2 separate regions of the Sus scrofa genome follow, and region 2 is linked to region 1. The links are chromatin contacts, called in public Hi-C maps. All regions are on one chromosome and are shown on one strand. Each heading gives the region's core, a stretch centred on a gene start, on an enhancer-like site or on the middle of the called end of the contact. The rest is flanking DNA. Distances are from core to core; before and after follow the strand shown. Region 1 overlaps KLF12 (Kruppel like factor 12). Region 2 has its middle 190 kb from the start of KLF12.

Evidence for each region. Hi-C and Micro-C count contacts between places; a contact is called where the count stands out from the background.
Region 2: a Hi-C map of psoas muscle shows a contact between it and region 1, with 1.8 times the contacts expected there. The contact joins two enhancer-like sites. A contact is called at or near these places in 2 of 47 Hi-C or Micro-C datasets (embryonic fibroblasts and psoas muscle).

What each region holds. Positions count from the first base shown.
Region 1 is chr11:46,069,621-46,075,091 of Sscrofa11.1, forward strand. All of the region lies in intron 4 of KLF12 (Kruppel like factor 12), which reads right to left. Among named protein-coding and RNA genes, the nearest start is that of KLF12, 240 kb to the right of the region's middle. Within about 2 kb of position 1,826, at least 37 of the 83 cell types and tissues checked have an H3K27ac peak or open chromatin away from gene starts, as enhancers often do.
Region 2 is chr11:46,496,075-46,502,196 of Sscrofa11.1, forward strand. It overlaps a transcript of KLF12 not described here. Among named protein-coding and RNA genes, the nearest start is that of KLF12, 190 kb to the left of the region's middle. Within about 2 kb of position 3,142, at least 5 of the 83 cell types and tissues checked have an H3K27ac peak or open chromatin away from gene starts, as enhancers often do.

The sequences.
Region 1 (5,471 bases), core at 576-3,075:
GGGTTAAAAACCTGTTGAGTATCCATGAAGATGTGAGTTCGATCCCTGGCCTCGATCAGTGGGTTAAGGATACCGCATTGCCATGAGCTTGGTGTAGGTCACAGCTTGGATCTGGTGTTGCTGTGGCTGTGGCACAGGCTGGCAGCTGCAGCTCCGATTTAACCCTTAGCCTGGGACCTTCCATATACTGCAGGCGCAGCCCTAAAAAAAAAAAAAAAAAATGTAATGTAAGGTCTGGTGTTGGCCCTGAATAAACCTTTTCTGCTATCTGTTCTCACAAGGAGGACAAAGGAGACAGTCTAAGTACACACTTCCTCAGTCGACCTGTAGATTTAAAGCCCTAAAAAGCAAGATAACGAAGGGGATCAGGATAAGCCACCCCAAAGTACACTCCTTTGGCATAAGGATTATTTCAATTGGAAAGCAACTGAGAAACTGCAGGCACAGAAAGCTGCCTACCTTCCCTTTATTTTTTATTTTATATTTTTTTGCCATGTTCATAACACATGGAAGTTCTCAGACCAGGGATCGAATCCACAGCACCACAGTGACAACGCTGGATCCTTAACCCGCTGCACCACCAGGGAACGCCTCTACGTTCCCTTTATATACCTAACAGCAGGGCATAAACTTAAGTTTTGCTAAGGATATTTTCATTTGTAAAGGTGTTCGCCCTCCCATACCAGGAAGAGGAGGAGATCAAAGCACAACTCATCACCAGAAATGGTACAGAGATGAGTTGGCATAAACCACCCTTATTTTCCATTAGTTTCCCCCCTACACTTCCTAGTTACCTTTCGAAAATTTGCTCCCCTAGAACCCCAGGCCCTCTTTCCTTTTGACAAGTATTTCTCCACCATTTATTACCTCTGTTAAGATGGTATATAAGCTCCAAATTCAGTTTTTTTTTTTTTTTTTTTTTTGGTCTTTTTGTCTTTTTGCCTTTTCTAGGGCCACTTCTTGTGGCATATGGAGGGTCCCAGGCTAGGGGTCCAATCAGAGCTGTAGCCGCCAGCCTCTGCCTGAACCACAACAACAGATCCAAACCGAGTCTGCAACCTACACCACAGCTCACGGCAACGCCGGATCCTTAATCCACTGAGCAAGACCAGGGACCAAACTCGACATCTCATGGTTCCTAGTCGGATTTGTTAACCACTGTGCCACGATGGGAACTCCCAAATTCAGTTTTTTTAAGCCAAGTCCACACCATGAAGAAATTCTGGGGCCAGGGATTGAACCCATGCCACATCAGTAACCAGAGCTGCAGCAGTGACAATGCCAGATCCATAATCCACTGAGCCACCAAGGGACTCCTATAAACTCCACATTCTAACCACCCCTTTGAGTTACTCACCACTGAGTACATGCATGTATACATGTTTTTGTGTAAACAATCTGTTTTTTTCCTCTTGCTAATCTATCTTTTGTCAGTTTAATTTGCAGGCCCTCAGACACTAAACCTTAGAGGGTAGAAGAAAAAAAAAAGTTCTCCCTTACTTCAATAGCTTCATTCAGATGTCCAGGCACAGAAGCACGGGGGATGGGGGAGAAAGGATAGATGAATAGGTATTTCCAGGAGAAAGAGCTTCTATATGTGATGCTCTGAGCCGGAAGGGAGATGCAATCAATTCAAAACTTTAGCTAAACCACGGGGAAAAGGTAGCAAAGACTACATTGCTTTACAAGCTTCCAGGGTTGGAGTCACCCACTGGTAATAGCTTAAATTTCTAGGAACCGCCAGTATCTTCTAAGCAGGAACTACCTTGACTCTCCATGAACCTCCACTTTTTTGCAGATCACTTACTGGCAACACAATTTACTCTACTTCCTGTTCTCGTGGCCAACTTCCTGCTTTGTTCCGTCTCTACCAGGGTTCGTGAGATCTAGGCAGGCTTTAAGCTCCTGTTGCTTTTACTCTTCGTGTCTCAGACATTCTTATGTTCAAGACAAGAAAGAAAACAGGGATTTTAAAGGGCTCTTCAAGTCCAGTCGGAACCACCAGCCCCAAGGTTTATTAGCATCCTAGGTCTTCGCAGTTGTTCAGTGAGGGAAAATCCTTTCAAAACAGCTAATACAGTTCTAGCCCCTCAGAAGAGCCAACGGCAGTCTTTCTGTGAACCCAGAGCCAGACTGCACTTTGCACTCGGAAGGCTTATTTCTTCCAACATCCCTTATTAACATTCTTTTCCTCACAGTGCTGCTCAGTGGCTGCTGCAGCTGAGCTGCTCAGCACAGGTTTTCTGCTCCATATGGGGGAGGGGATGTTAATTATGCAGAAAGATGGAGAGAGGCCAGACAGCCCCTCTGGTGAACTGTCTCATTCAAGCTCGGCCCACTTCCTGCTGTTTTGCAGCTACAAGGATCACCTGTTGGTCTTGGCATCTGGCCAACCTGGGGCCTAGCGGAAATGACAGACTCAGCTAGAAATGAAAGCCAGCTCATATTCCAGTCCCCCCAACTGGAGAGAGAGAGAGTGCGCAAACAAACATGCAAGAAAAATGCCAAAGAATTATACACAAGGTAGCAAGATTCCTTTCTTTCTTCTCTTCTTTTTCTCTGTCTGCTTGAAAAACAATCATCAAAATGGAATGGTGAGCCCCAAAATGTCTTCCCCAGTAAAACTCCCCTGACCTAAGGGAAAATGCAGGAAATCTTCTTGAACCTTCCCTACACCCCGCCCCCCACCAACCCAGGGATTTCAGAATCCTGGTGCCTAAATACAATGTTAAGGTGTAACAGTCCAAATACTCACAGTTCTTTAATTCACTCTGTTTCCTTTAAATGTTTATCTCATATTACTTCCTCCTTATCCCTATTTCTATTCATCAAGATAATTCCACCAGGTGAAGTTCAATGATAGAGAAGTATTCACTTATTGATGTTTCTTATTGCATATATCAATGGAAAAAAATGGGTCTGTTGAACTTATAATTACAACATTCTCTAGGTAATGGTATCTTTTAGCAAAACTTCATTGATCCATAGATCAAATACTGTAAGTAGATAATTTCTGTAACAGTTGAACAGTCTTCAACGAATTCCTGATTGTCTCTGTATGACCAAATACTTATTATAAGCCTTCTTAAATTAAGATGGTAAAACAAGAAAGCTTTTTGCCCTTTCCAAAGTGAGGAAATTGATAACCTGGAGCTCACTTTACCCAGTAAAACAGACCATAAAGGTTTGCATTTCAGCTACCCTCCCCCCTAGTTTTATTTCTTCAAAAGAATATGCAGTGTTTCTGTGAGCTCAGAGTCTTTAAATCGTGATACTTTTTTTTGCCATCACCTACCTCCTTTCCACATATAGCAGCCAGGCAGGTAGCAAAGTCAAAACCCCAGTAGGAGAAACCACCATCTAATCTGCATGTCATGCATTATTCATGACCTCCTGATTCCTGCACCTGCATCCAGGCAGGAAGCTTGCAGGGAATGTTCATTATTCTTCCCTTAGCCTCACACAGGCTCGATTACTGCTAAGCCACTTTGTTCTATAACTAAGGGTTTCAGCCCTGAGTACTAACCGCTGGATATGGCAAGGAAAAAAAAAAAAAATCACCATGCTGAAAAAAAGGGCAGTCTTGGTTGTTGCATAACATGTATTGAATCCTACAATGGGCCCTTCTGAGACTGACAGTTTATGTCAGATAGAAATGCTTGCATTTGGTGATTTACATTACATAGAAAAAAGGAAGCTATAATATTAAGGCCATGTACACCAACTGTTCTATTTATATACTCTTACTCATCTGAGGCAGACAGCATGTTTATAATTTTACGCAACAAGGGCTTAATTTAGCTTTCTTGCTAAGCATGTGAGAACTTTTTAGATACCTTAATACAAGAATGACTCTTCCTTCTTTGGATATAAGCACTAAAGGACCTGATGCTCGAATCTTGTATTTTAAGGACTACCATTTATAGTTCATCAAGAGAATGCAATCACTCTGGTTTTCAGTGTTTCCTGAACCTACCTGGACAGCAGGTGCCTGGTGGTGGGATGTGAAACCCTCAGGCCCAAAGCAAATTCTTGATCCCTGATGAACTGCTAGGAAGGGCATCCTACCTTTTTACTACAGCTCCACTGCAGAAAAGCTGTCACAACTTCAATCTAATCCTATAGCCTCTGGTGGAATCAGGATGAAGTACTGAAGAGGACAAAGTGTATAACTGCCCAGGATTGAATTCTGGCTCCACCATTTACCAACAGTGTCATCTTACGGCAAGTTACGTAACCTGTCTGCACTTCCCTTTTCTCATCTGCACAAACAGAGGCCACCTCTTTGGCCTGCGAGATTAAATGAGTTGATAGTATTAAAGTATTTAGAACAGTGCCTACATGTTCGCTTTATATCATTAGCAGTGCCAACTGGATTGGAAAGGATGAGAGGTTGGTATGGAAATATCCAGCTAATTCCAGGGGACCGAGGTTACCAATGTGCTCTACGGAGCCTGCAGTCTTAACTACTAAGCTGATGTGACTTCCCTAAAGGCGAGGAAATAAGAGAAATAAACACGTTATAGAGGAGCATGAACCAAGACTGTGGTTTCTAAGGTCTGGCTTCTTCTCTGACATCTTATTTCTTCTATTCTTTGTTAGAAGACCTACCTTCTGTGGACTAAACTGGATAGAATTTTGGCTACATCCCACCCAAGAACAAGTCAGTACTCACAGCAGTACAACGTCATCCGCATTTACTAAGCCTTTACTAGGTGCCAGACCATGCAAAGTACTTCAGTCTCATTAGTTTTTTAATTTTTTGCTTTTTTTTAGGGCCGCACTCATGGCATATGGAGGTTCCCAGGCTAGGGATCCAATCGAAGTCTATGCCACAGCCACAGCGACGCCAGATCCGAGCACTATCTGCGACCTACACCATAGCTCCCGGATCCTTAACCCTTTGAGTGAGGGCAGGGATCGAACCTGCAACCTCACGGTTACCTAGTCAGATTGTATTCCACTGTGCCACAACAGGAATTCCCTTACTTGCTCCTCAAATCATTCGTATCCAGCTTTTACCTTTGAGAAAATAGGTTTAGAAGAGTTCAGTAACTGGCCGGGGTCACACAGTGCGCTCTGCAATCAGCAAAATCAGATCATCTTCCTTCAGGTTACCGTCCAATACTTTTGAACACACGCTTATTCCTCCACACTATAGAGGATGCGATAAAGTGAATTAGCAGCAGAGGCTTTCATGGCACACCTAGCATTTATTTAAGCCCAACTGAATATTCCAGAGTATAAGGAGACGTAAAGTGAACATACTGGTTTTCCTCGACTAAAGTGGCACCGGGCTAAATATTAAACCTATGGAAACTCATGAGAAATAGACTCGCACTAATAGGCTTTGCTCTCTCTCCCCTCAACTCTATGAAACTTTCCTTGGTATCAGTGTAGGTGTTTAAATACATACTGTATAATCCATGTTAAGTTTTATTTTATTTTTATTTTTTTTGTCTTTTTGCTAT
Region 2 (6,122 bases), core at 1,892-4,391, 430 kb after region 1:
TGCTCTCCAAGACTTTATGATTCTTAAATACATATTAGTTAAAATGATTAATCAGGAGTCAAAACTGGAATGTTATTGTTTATTCATGTCCTTAGGTTTTTTTTTATTGTAATTTGCTCATATTTTAATTTTCTTGTGTATCTCTTTTTATATCCCCAGTAGAAAGGGATAACACATGAAAATAGGTAGAACAACTTGTCATGCTTAAGCTCTCTGGATCTGTGACAGCAAGAGAATGTGCTAAATTATTTTTAAATATGTTAGCTTGAGAGGGCTCATTTAAATAGTTTCCTGAACTACTGAACAAATGTGTTCTTTTAAAGCCTAAAAGACTCAGTGAAGGTTATAGGTTGAATGCCTGGTCCAGATATGATTGAGAGACTAAATGCTTTTGGGTTCGAGTAATAGAAAATCCAGCTAAATAAGGCTTACGCATGTAACACATCTGGTAGCTGACAGTCGCAGAAATAGCCTCAGCTATTAAATACGATCAGCCAGGAGTCTGACGCCTTCTACCTTTCAACCTTTTGGTTTTGGCTGCATCCTTAGAATGCGGAAGGGATCGAACCTTCGTGAGAGCAATGATCTAAGCCACTGCAGTGACAATCCTGGATCCTTAGCTCACTGAGCCACACGGGAATTCCTACCCTTCAACTTTGCCATCTTTTTGTACTTGTTGGCTCATGGTTGCAAAATAGCTGCCACATCTCCAGATATCCTGTCTTCACATCAGTATTACAAGCAGAAAAGGGTAAGTTCCTATATACTATTTTGAGGCGAGAAGGGAAATGCTAGATTTTTCTTGATGTCTCATTGACCAGAACTGATTCACATGCCTTTTTTGGAAGAAGCCCTTTGACAGAAGGGAATGAGACTATCAAGAGTGACCTAGAAGAATCATGACTCTTGCCCTGGGGCTAAGTCAGGAACCTACCTTGCCTAAAATCAGAGGCTCTCTGCCCACTGCAAAGTCATGTTTCTCTTAGCAAGTAGGAATGGCATGATGACTACTGGGTAGGCAACTCACAGACTTGGCATTTTTAAGAGACGTATATGGGCAAAAATCTAGAGAAAATATTTCATTGGTGATTGGTAATTCAGGATGTCTCAATTAGATAGGATTCTGAACTAATGAATAAGCACTTTCTTCTTAGCAACTAAAAGCTTACTCCTCTTAGACAGCAATAGAGTAGATAAGGCCTCTTTAGGTCATTTTTTAATATATATATATTTTCCCCTTCTCAACATTTATTTCTATTATTTATCTCTAATTCTGTTTCTGCACTGATATTTTCCCAACTTTTTTTTGCTAATTTCCTTTCAGCTTTGTTTCATTCTTCAGACTCTGACTCACCATCTACTCTGTTCTAATATTAAATATGCAGCATTGCACATTTGATACTTACAAGAGTTCATTGGGATTCCTCCACGCCTTGAACCTTTTTCAGATATATGTTCAAACAGTTGGCTCTTCTCCCACTGTAGCCAGGTTATCGCACTGATTTATATCACCCAGCCATCCCTGCCCAACATTCACTTTGATTCTCTCCATGCTGTCTCTCTATAGATATTTGCAGCCGATACCGTGCCTTTGCAATTATGCAGAAGCAGGCATGGGCAAACGAAACCATATTTTTTTCTTTCACCAACCTAGGACTATATATTGATCCTTCCCTCTGCTCACCTTGAATGCTTTCCTTCTAATAAATTCCAGTCTCTTCTTGCACATTCGCACACTCCAATCCTGTATCTTTATCTTGTTAATTCTTTTCTCTTTATGCCCTACCTCTTCATCTGGCCAGCCACCATAGAGAGGTGCTCAAGCAAAGAAGGCATTAGAGCATAACTGAATTGGCTTCCTTGCCCACAGCATGTCCTGTGGGGAAAGGCAAGCCTTGGGACATCTGGTATACCTCCGTCCTTTGCTCACAGAGGCCAGAAGGGAGAGAACAGAAGGCTCGAGGTTTAGCCTTGGGAACTCTGGAACCAGTATAGAGTCAAGTGGAAATATCCTTTTCCCAGAGGCTGTTTCTAACTGGAGTTAGGGAAATAAACAAAAATAAAACAAACTAGAACCTCACAGATTCTAAAGAATATTGCTTTATCTGCTTTCACGCCTCTCCATATCATAAGAAGCGGGATTGGTAGGATTCAATGTGGAGTGAAAAGTTAGCAAAAATCTGGTGAGTCTGAGGTACATGAAATATCAACCAAGTCAATCTGGTAATGAACATGAAGTTGTCATTCCTGTAAAAGGAACAAGTATTAACAAAGTAGAAAACATATGCTGGGAACTGTGATTTTATAGTTAATCTCATATTTAATTTAATCCTCCATTGAATTTAATCCTCCATTGCACTTCATTGTTCCTGACGTCTAATACATAATACCATCATAACAGATCTTCTCTTTATGATCAACAAAACAGTAATCCTTCATCACAAGGAAGCAAAGAGGTATTTGTTAATTTACTTAATCAATTTATAGAGTTTGTAAAAGTACTCATTAAAGAAAGCAGGACACAAAGGACACATTTAATGAAGCATCTATGAAGTTATCACGAGCATGTTTTAAAAATACGAAAGAATGCTTCGACCAATTAGCTAAATATCCTCAAATGAATCAAACCCAGTAATTTTTAAAAGGAAAACTATTAAATTTCAAAATTTTCCAAAATTAGTGGGAATGGTTATATCAAAAATGAAATGCATATTTCATTTCATACACAAATAGTGATTTATCATTGGTTGAGCTGGCTTTAAGCCATTGAGTTTTAGGTGTATTTACCTGGTAACATAGCAAAGCTTTGATATGGTAGTTGCTCAAATTCTTTGCATCCTGAATCATCTCTGCTGTACATAGTGTCTGTGAGACACCACGGGCTCCTGTGTATGAGTTATGCCATTTGCAGGTGGTCCAACACGAACAGCTTTAGCAGCTTTCCAGCTGCTATGCAGCCTGTTCCTGCTCTCTAACCCCGGGCTGGACTCTGGCTCCCTATCTTATCTTGCTCCCTGTATTACAACTTTCTTTTGGCACCGGCGTATTTGGCTCTGAGTATTTGCTTGTGTACACCTATCCCTGACTCTGAGTTTTAACTCTTGCCCAGTCCTCCTGCCAACTTGGGTACAACAACTTGTGAAATAGTGCCACTGGTGACATTCGACACAGAGACCATGTGCCTCTTGCAGTGAGAAGATCAAAGCGCTCCCTAAGTCTGACCCAGTGCTGGCTGAAAAGCTGAACTATATCAGTGAACACGGTGACTACAGTTAGTGACTTTCTCAAGGCCATGGCTGCCCACTTAGAATGAGGCATGGAAGACTTAGGGAGTGCTTTGATCTTCTCACTGCAAGAGAGGCATAAGAAATGGAAGTAACTAGTGACAAAGACTGCACATTAGGAGGTTGCTGGAAAATGTCTGTGGCTTGTGTTCAGATAAATCACCTTTAAACAATTTTCCAACCTGAAGAGGTTGGGCTATTTTGGTAATTCTCACCTAGAAGATACTTAGAAAATAAACTGATTCCTCTGGAATAATCAAATAAGAAAATACTTGGAGTTCCCATTGTGGCTCATTGGTAATGAACCTGACAAGTATCCATGAGGATGTGGGTTTGATCCCTGGTCCCACGCAGTGGGTTAAGGATCCAGCATTGCCATAAACTGTGGTGTAGGTTGCAGACATGGCTCAAATCTGGCTTTGCTGTGGCTGTGGTGTAGATGGGCAGATGAAGCTCTGATTCAGTTCCTAACCTGGGAACTTCTATATGTCCCTAGTGCAACCCTAAAAAATGAAAAAAAAAAAATAGTAATTTGTGAACCAATGGTTAAGATTCCTATAATATGAAAATGTTAAGGATTAAAACTCAGAGCTCTTGTAACTGCCTTGCATTTATTGCAGAGCTCAAACCAATCCTGGTTTCAGACAGAAATTCTTCTCACAGATTTAATCACTGTTTGGTAGTTTCATGGAAAGAGTCCTAGAAGACTTTATGGTTTATTCCCAAGAAATGGGTTTTTGTTTGGGGCTCTTTAAAAAAAAAAACACATACAATGTTACCCACTAATTTAAACTATGGATCAAAGTATTACTATGAAAATTATGTTACCCAAGGAAAGTTTTTACTAGAACATGCCTATGACTCTCAAGAATATTGTAATATTTTGTAGTTTTCTGTGGCTACAAGAGTTCTGTTCAGATAACATAATAGTAGCAATCACCATTATTATGTACCTACTCTATGTCTGCCCCTCTGAAGATGCTTCACAGATATTACCTTTTACAGTGTTTATTCATCTTTCATAGGTGAGGACATTGATTCATAAAAATATTAATGTTTGCCTGAGCTCCCATAGCTAATAAGGGACAGAAATAAGATTCAAGTTCAGATATGTCACACTCCATTTGCAAAATGGAGAAGATGAGAATTAACACACATAGTAACTGTGAGGATTAAATGAAACTGTATATAAGGAAGCGTAACCAAGCAGGACCTATGGGGCTTTCCAGGGACATACGCCTCCCCCACATGCTCTACTTTAGCTCCTCTCTGAAGTACCCAGAGAATAGTATCTGATGGATATTTCCTGAGTTGTTTTAGGGATGGCAAAAACCTGACCAAACGAAAGAAATTAACTACTTGATGAACAGGAGCAGGTAGAGTCCCCAGACCTACAAGTGCCTAAGGATTGATAATGCTCGACCTTGTCACATCACCCTCTTACTTCACCACCAACCAATCAGAGAACTGTGCATGAGCTTATCGTATACCCTGGATGCCCCTCCTCACCTGGCCTTTAAAAATGTTTTGCTGAAACCCTTCGGAGGAGTTCTGGGTTTTTGAACATGAGCCACCTATTCTCCCTGTATTGGCACCTTACCATAAAAGCTGCACTTCCCTTCACCACAACCTGGCATCAGTAGATTGGCTTTCCTGCACGTGATCAGGTGGAGTCAAGTTTGGTTTGAAAACAGAAGTATTCTGTGAGCTTTTATACTGATAGTCAAGGTTAAGTATTGTTAATATTGCTGAACAGGCTTCGGATAGACCATACCCTTTGTCCTTGGTCAACTTCTTAAAGTATGAGGGCATGCTCCTTATGCACACTGCATTCTCAAACTGGGTAAATGAGGTAAAGGAGGAATGATAAGTTGACAAGAAGATACTCCTGGATCATTGAGTTGGGAACAGGAAACAAAGAATGATGTTGTGAATGTCATTGAGGAGGAAGAGACACACGACCTTGAAGATTGTCTAGGGGTGGGAAGATCACTGGCTAGAAGGCTGCTTGCTTCAACTTTGAGTTCACTAATCAGTTTTACAGAAAACAAGCTATGTTGCACTGCTGAAGGGGTGAACATCTGCACATGTTTCATTCCACCTTTATGAGAGTCAAATCGTTTAAAAGCAAACTAAGATGGGTCATTTTTGTTCCCTAGAAAGCAAACTAGGAAAAAGGCTCCTTGGTTGAGTCCTTTCCATTCATCCCACATAATTTTCTCACACCTATAATTATCTATTTATCTACAACTATAGCTACTGCAAACTACAGTCATTGATATTTACGGTCATGAACTCTCAAATCCCTTCTAAAAGTGCTATTCTGCCATTATGCCCTGTGTGACCTGCTCTAAAAGAAAGGAAGATAGGAAAACATAGAGTACAGTATGGAAATGCTTTCCACTAAAAAAGAAGTAAGACATTAAAACTCTGCTCTCTGCTTTTGACTTCAGTCTCTGGAAATAGGCTTAATAGATATTTATGTATTAATTAGTGTTAAATAATAGCTTGCAATTTATAAAGGCTGTTATATATACTTAATGCACTTAACAACCCCAGGAGTTAGGCATTGTTATCCTTATATGGTTTCAATTTCTTGGAGAATGCGATGCCAGGAAAATGCTATATGTCCTCAGAGGAACTGATATTCACTTTCCTTAATGAAAACCAAATATATGTACCCTCATTTTTCCCTCCGTGCCCTGGCTTCTAGGAATCTCAGATTCTAATGTAATGAATATTTATGGCTATTATATCAACCTGTAGAGTTTAGAACGCTTTCTCCTTTTTCTTTGTTCTGCTTTTCTATTTCTGTATCATCAGCCTCAGGTGTTACTG